Linked DNA regions of Anas platyrhynchos: region 2 is linked to region 1. A link is a contact called in public Hi-C data. All regions are on one chromosome and are shown on one strand. Each heading gives the region's core, a stretch centred on a gene start, on an enhancer-like site or on the middle of the called end of the contact. The rest is flanking DNA. Distances are from core to core; before and after follow the strand shown.

Region 1 (2,972 bases), core at 405-2,904:
TTATTATTTATTTATTTTCAGTCAGTGCACTCAAGATTTGGAGGTAGCCGTTATCAGCAACGTTGATCAGCAACTCACAAAGGCCCTTTGCCTTTCCAATGCCCTTTTCTGGAGAACCTCCTGGCTTATTAGTGGAACATTATTTCCAGTGCTGAGGCAACAGAAAAGCTTCCATGCAGTCACTCTTGTCACTCAGCATTGAAAGAAGTCATAGAATGTGTGTTTTGTTTTGGATATAAAGCTGTATTTATGCTCCACTCGTGTTCAGTTCCTTTGCATGAGAGGGTAAAACTTGAGTAACAAAAGCTTTTGTTTTACCTGGAGAAAGTTATAGCTGAAATACGTGATGCCTCACTGTGGTCCACACAGAGTATGAGAGAGCTCAGTTTCTCTTAGCCGAATTAGTGAAATGAAGGAAAGGCTAGATGACTTGAAACTGATAGATTAGCAGCCCACAGCAGAAAGTGTGGCAATTCATTTGTGTGCATCTCTCATTTGAGAAGAAGAACTATATGTCTGCAAAGTTTGGATCTTATTGCTCCAGGACAAACCTGACAATGAAAACAAACAAACAAAACAAAACACCCCCCAAACAAACAAACAAACAAACAAAAAGCTCAATAAACATTGAACATCGGCTTCTTGCAGAGTTCTGTTGATATAATCCCTGGAACAGATCTGCATCTACTGAATTAGCTAGTGGCTATTGAAGAGTGTCCTGCTTCTATAGTAAAATGTAGTATGTTCCTCTACAGGTAAGGGGACACAAGTTGCCTTCATAAAGCTTGAAGATAATTTTTTCTTTGTTTGATGTATAGCTGTCCCTGTAACTTCTGAAAAAACAATAGTGCTGTCTCCTATCACTAGTGAGCCAAGTGCAGCTGTAATACAGGGGCTAGTCATCACAACTTTTCAGTGCAAGCTTGCTTAGTTTTTTGAATTAGAAAGTCCTTTGTTGCATTTAGAATACATATACTGTTTCAAAGTGTTTTGCCTGCATAAAACCATTTTCCATTTTTTGCTTTGCTCATGTACTACCTATTGCATAAACACGATATTTTATAATTTAGTATATTATCATATACTTTATTATTACTTTCTTAGAGGGGAATGTTAATTAAATCTAGTTAGCATAAAAATACCGTGTGTTGTGCAACTTGTTAAGCTTACTTTTCTGAAATTGCGTTATGTTGCATTTTATTTATTATGCTCTTAGGTCTCGGAATAACATTTTACTGCTCTTTTGAATTTTATCTGAAAATGCACAAAACTTGAAGAGGAAGTGGTTACATGTAAACTTCAAGATAGAATATTGTCCTTTGACAAGAGAAACTAAGAGATTCAGAAAGGTTTACCAGAGCTTGAAAATATTTTTACAATCTCGGTGATATGAAAAAGTGATTTTTTAAAGTGATACAAATATTAAATGTCTTGTGCACGCCATTTTAGAGGCATGCTTCTTGAGAGACAACGAAATCATGTTGATCCCTAAATACAGTTGGTTGATGTTGAAAATTTTAGACTCGGAAATGTAGCAATACCTGATTGGTTGGCCAAGAAACATGGAAAATAAGGTTCATATTTTAACAGTGGTAAGTGATCCAACGGGAGACTATCAAATGCAGTCTGGTGTCATGCAGAATGAATGTGCTGCCAGCAGATGGCAGCAGAATGGAAAAATAGGCACATAAAGATCAGATCGTGGACAAAAGAACTCAGATTTCTAGCAGCTTAGTTTCACTAGCTCTTTTGACTATGCAAGGTAAGTTGAGGTTTAATTGGAAAGGGGAAATGTCCAAGGCATGCTGACTTTTGGTGTATAACCTTGGAGTGCAAAAATTTCTAACCACTCAGTTCTGATGGAAGTTTTAAAACAAAGATTATTTAAAATATATTTACACTAGTAAATATAGTTTGCATATAAAACTTCTGACATTTCAGTAGTCATATAATGTGAAGAATGATTAATTCTGATGTCCTGTTGAACAAACTCATTACAACAGAGGAAAATGGAGAAGTACTAGTTTTAGTTGGGGCTGTCAAGTTATGCCCACTTCAGTAAAGAATGCCTTTAAGCTGGTTCTCTCTGCACATATCTTACTATTTGATTACCCTGTGTGAGAAGCTGCAGATAACTTAAATGCTGTGAATATGTTTAGTATTTCGTTTTCTTTGGTGATGTGTGTGGGTGTGTGTGTTCCCAGAAGAGAAACAAGGAGGAGTGAATGAGGTTTAATTTTCATCGTTATCTTAAAATCTGCTTTAGTACCATCTGCACTTTAGAGAGAATATGCAATGCTGTCATTGTTCTGCATGCTTTATGGTGTTCTTTACTATGAACTTTTATTCTTATTAAAGAAAGCACAGGATTGAAACCATAGGTATATGCCTTTTAATGGTGTGGGTATACATTTTTGTGCTATATTTGTGATGTATAGTATAGTCAAGCACGCCAATCCGAAGCTAAATTTTAAAAAATGCTTTTTAAACAGGATTTGATGCATAGACAAATGTTACCAGTGACCCACCAAAGATGAAAAAGGTAAGAGAGAAGTGTTATTATTTCTACCGTTCCTTTTTAATTTGTCCTTTCTTTTTTTTTTTTTTTTTGATTTGACATGTTTATATATATATATTTAGAGAAAATATGTATGCCTTAAAAAAAAAGAAAAAGAAAAAACTTTGCCAAAAACAAAGACAACTTGGGAATTGTTTTAAACGTCAAAGTCTGCATTGCTTAATCTACTAGTTAGCTGGTGATTTTTCTGTATTGCTTTGTGCAAAGAAAACTGAGTAGGAAACTCACATCTATCTGCCTATATATCTGTGTGTATCTTTATGTCTGTACAAGTTGCTTCTGAATATCTTGCCTCTTACAGTACAAGCTTATGCCCTGTTGAATTTTTGCTTACAGAGTTCAGCTTTTGAGGTTTTAGAGGCTTAGCCTGATGTTTGTGGGGTAAACAGCTTGA
Region 2 (3,192 bases), core at 649-3,148, 140 kb before region 1:
AGAATAGAATAGAATAGAATAGAATAGAATAGAATAGATTAGAATAGAATAGAATAAAATAAAAATCTTGTAAGCAAAAATACCGAAACCTTATTTTGTGCAATCTTTGTTATTAAGAGTTCATTAAAATCAATTATTTATAGTTAAGGAAAATGAATAACTATCGTAGACTTGTTACCTAAAACACTTACTTCTTAAACTGTTACGGTCAAATTTTAAATATTCCCTCCATCTAGAACAGCGTGTTACTAGCGGATCTTTAACATCTCCGGCTGCAAACAAAATTTTGCATTATTTAACTATAAAAATAAGAATAATTTAAAAAAAAAAAAAAAAAAAAAAAGATGGGGATTTTTACAAAATTGCATTTACAAGGTTGCTTTGCGTTGCAGGGTTCGGTTGGTCTCCCCTCCCGCCCTGTTTTGGCAGCCGGCTGTCAGTTCCTCGGCATCAACAGGCTTCCCTGCAAGGTGCGAGCGGTTTCCGAGCACGGTCTGCAACTTCCCAGCCGTTTTCAGATAAGCTCCGATGCGGTCTCGTAATTACTCTCCGTATTTCTACGTGCATGATTTAAAACCATTAGCGGAAAAGCAGCCCTTGGTAGCTGAAGGTTTCCAATCTATAATGTTGATTAGCTTCCCGACAGGGAGCTGTCGTCTCTTCATTTCCCCCCCGTCCTACTGCTGCTTCCAAATAATCCCGCTTCCCTCCAGCGGGAAGGGACGTGCAGCGGAGCCGGGGAAGCTCTCTTCGGAAATGAGATTTAACGCGAAATAGCGACACGTTTGCGCAAACCCCAGGGGCTGATTTCCGATGTCTGTCCTTAATCTATTACCCCAAATAACATCCCACGTCGGCTTCACGGCACGCGTTCGCTCCTCTGTCTCTTCCCGTGCCTTATTAATAGGACAAATCCGCCTGCACATGACCCTTCCCACATATATTCGGCGACAGTTTGCTTTGACTGGCTGCAAAATGGGTTCTTGATTTTATTTTGTATTTTTTTTCTAACAAAAAACTTTTCCCGTTTAAGGCAGCTCGATGGGGTGGAAGAGTCGCATGTGGCTGTCTACAACGCGGGCAAGGTGTGGAGCCCCCCGCATGGTGACAGCAGAAATCTGCTGGATCTTTTTGGAGAAATCGTGGGGGGCTGTGGTTTCTTTTTTTCCTTTATTTTTATTTTTTTTTTTCCCTGAAAAATGTGTCTCTGGAAGAAGTCTCAGCGCTTAGGTTGATACGCAAAAGCAAAGCGGACGTCGGGGACTTTGCCGCTTATTTTCCCAAACTTTCTCAAGTGCAATCAGGGGAGAGGTGAAAACGCCCGTTTCAAAATCCACTCGCTTTTTTTTTTTGTTATATATATATATACACTCTTTTTTTGTTTGTTTGTTTGTTATATATATATTTACTCTTTCTTTTTGTTTTTATTATTATTTTTAAGGGCAAATTTGTTGTTAGCCGAGGGGGAATCCCGGCAGCCAGGTGCCGACGAGGAGCGACCCTCGCGCCCCGTCGGCTCTCTCGGAGACTTTGCTTTGCTGGAGGATGGGCCACTGCGGGACGCGATAGGAAGGAGCGAGAGGCGGCAGGGGGAGATGAGCTGGGAAGCTGCCTCCACGCTGCCACCCCCCTCTTTTGGGTGGGGGGAAGTTAAAAAACGGAGTGCGTTTTCCGAGTTGGTACCTAAAGGCATAGGTTCGCTTTTCCGTTTTGGTCCTTCGTAGGTAGGCTTTTGTGTGTGTGCTGTTTCTCAATATGAGGCGCAACTGGCTTGCTTTTATTTGCTCCAGCTTTCATTGCAAATGTGAAAAATGGGAATTCGCAGCCTGGCAGCGCAGAGCTCTCCTCGCTGTCCTGGCGCTTCCAACAAGGGTATTGGGTTCCGGCACATTGCCCCCAACGGAACGGGGAGCCGCTGGAGAGCACGGACGCCTGGCTGCGGACCATCCCGTTTGGGATTAAGGTCATGCATGAAGTCGGCATCTCTACTGGGAGCTCCTTTCGTCTCGCCCTCTCTCCTCCCTCGGCAGCCCCTGCGCTTCTCGCACCACCACCATGTCGCGGCAGGCGGCTGCGAGCCTTGGCATCCCTGCCCGGTTCCTCAAGCCTCCTTCCCTCGTCTCATGGCTCTGCGTCACACTCGGCACCGGAGCAGAAACTAAGGCAAAATACTAATAAAAAATAGAAAAGAAATCATCCACCCCACCCCCACCCCACCCCAACATCACCCCCAAACTGAGCTTCCCCCCAGCAGGGCTCCTCGTCCGGGTGCTACCGGGGGCTCGGCCAAGTCTGCACCCGTCCTGCTGGCATGCTTTAGAGTCATTTTAATCTGTCTGAACTTTGAAACAAAGCTGCTTTCCAAAGGAAATTTCCACTGCTGCTGCTCTCCCGCACCAGAGGGCGCCGGGCTCCTGACCCGGCTCGGTCTTCCTTTCCAGTGTTGCTGCAAATTAACTCCCGCCTTGCCGGCTTTTTCACCGAGCCGGCTTTCACCTTCTCCTTTAAAAAATACTGCCATATTCTAACATTTGTTTTTCTATCTGAAATACATTTTTTTCCCTTCTCTCTCCTATTTTTTTTTTCTTCTCCTATTGCAGGCTTTCACAGTGTTGCAAAGGCTTCACCCTCCTGCAACAGCCCCCCAAAGACTCTCAGGAGATTTACAGCTCCTCTCTGTCTCTCTGAACTTGGTTCTAATTAAGTCACTGGATCACGTTTGCGTGGCAATACCATGTTTTCCCTTGTAATTGTCTGGGATAAAAGTTTGTCTGTGTTTAAGCTTAAAGGGTCACATAGGGCTCTTCAAACAGAGCAACACTGAAGCACGACACCGAAGGAATAAGCAAGCAAAACGTTGAAAACCATTTCACTTGAACACCTGTATTGTTTATGTTTGCACCCAAAGAGTGTAAAGCCAGCCCCTCTCTATGAAGGCTGCATGCTCCGAGCTTTTTCTACCCTGAGACACAAAGAAATTCAAAGTTAGGTTTCCCATGGTAACTGTAACAGGGGCGAGCACATCATATTTGTGCCTGATGTTGTTTCCATGCCTTAAGTACTGTCTCTGATGCTGGTGTTAGCTCCTTCATCGTCAGCCCCATCGGCTGGTGTGCATGCAGCTGCATGCCAGTAGCACTGCCTGGTGCCTTGTATTTTGTGCCTTTTGCCTGCCTTACACCTCTGGAAGCA

The links. A called contact is a pair of places that touch in the nucleus more often than the background predicts.
Region 2: a Hi-C map of subcutaneous adipose tissue shows a contact between it and region 1, with 2.8 times the contacts expected there. The contact joins two enhancer-like sites. A contact is called at or near these places in 2 of 8 Hi-C or Micro-C datasets (F5 follicle and subcutaneous adipose tissue).

What each region holds. Positions count from the first base shown.
Region 1 is chr1:71,287,348-71,290,319 of IASCAAS_PekinDuck_T2T, reverse strand. No RefSeq gene overlaps it. Among named protein-coding and RNA genes, the nearest start is that of WNT7B, 160 kb to the left of the region's middle. Within about 2 kb of position 1,654, at least 1 of the 8 cell types and tissues checked has an H3K27ac peak or open chromatin away from gene starts, as enhancers often do. A contact at or near this core is called in subcutaneous adipose tissue, where this site is marked.
Region 2 is chr1:71,423,192-71,426,383 of IASCAAS_PekinDuck_T2T, reverse strand. No RefSeq gene overlaps it. Among named protein-coding and RNA genes, the nearest start is that of WNT7B, 27 kb to the left of the region's middle. Within about 2 kb of position 1,898, at least 4 of the 8 cell types and tissues checked have an H3K27ac peak or open chromatin away from gene starts, as enhancers often do. A contact at or near this core is called in subcutaneous adipose tissue, where this site is marked.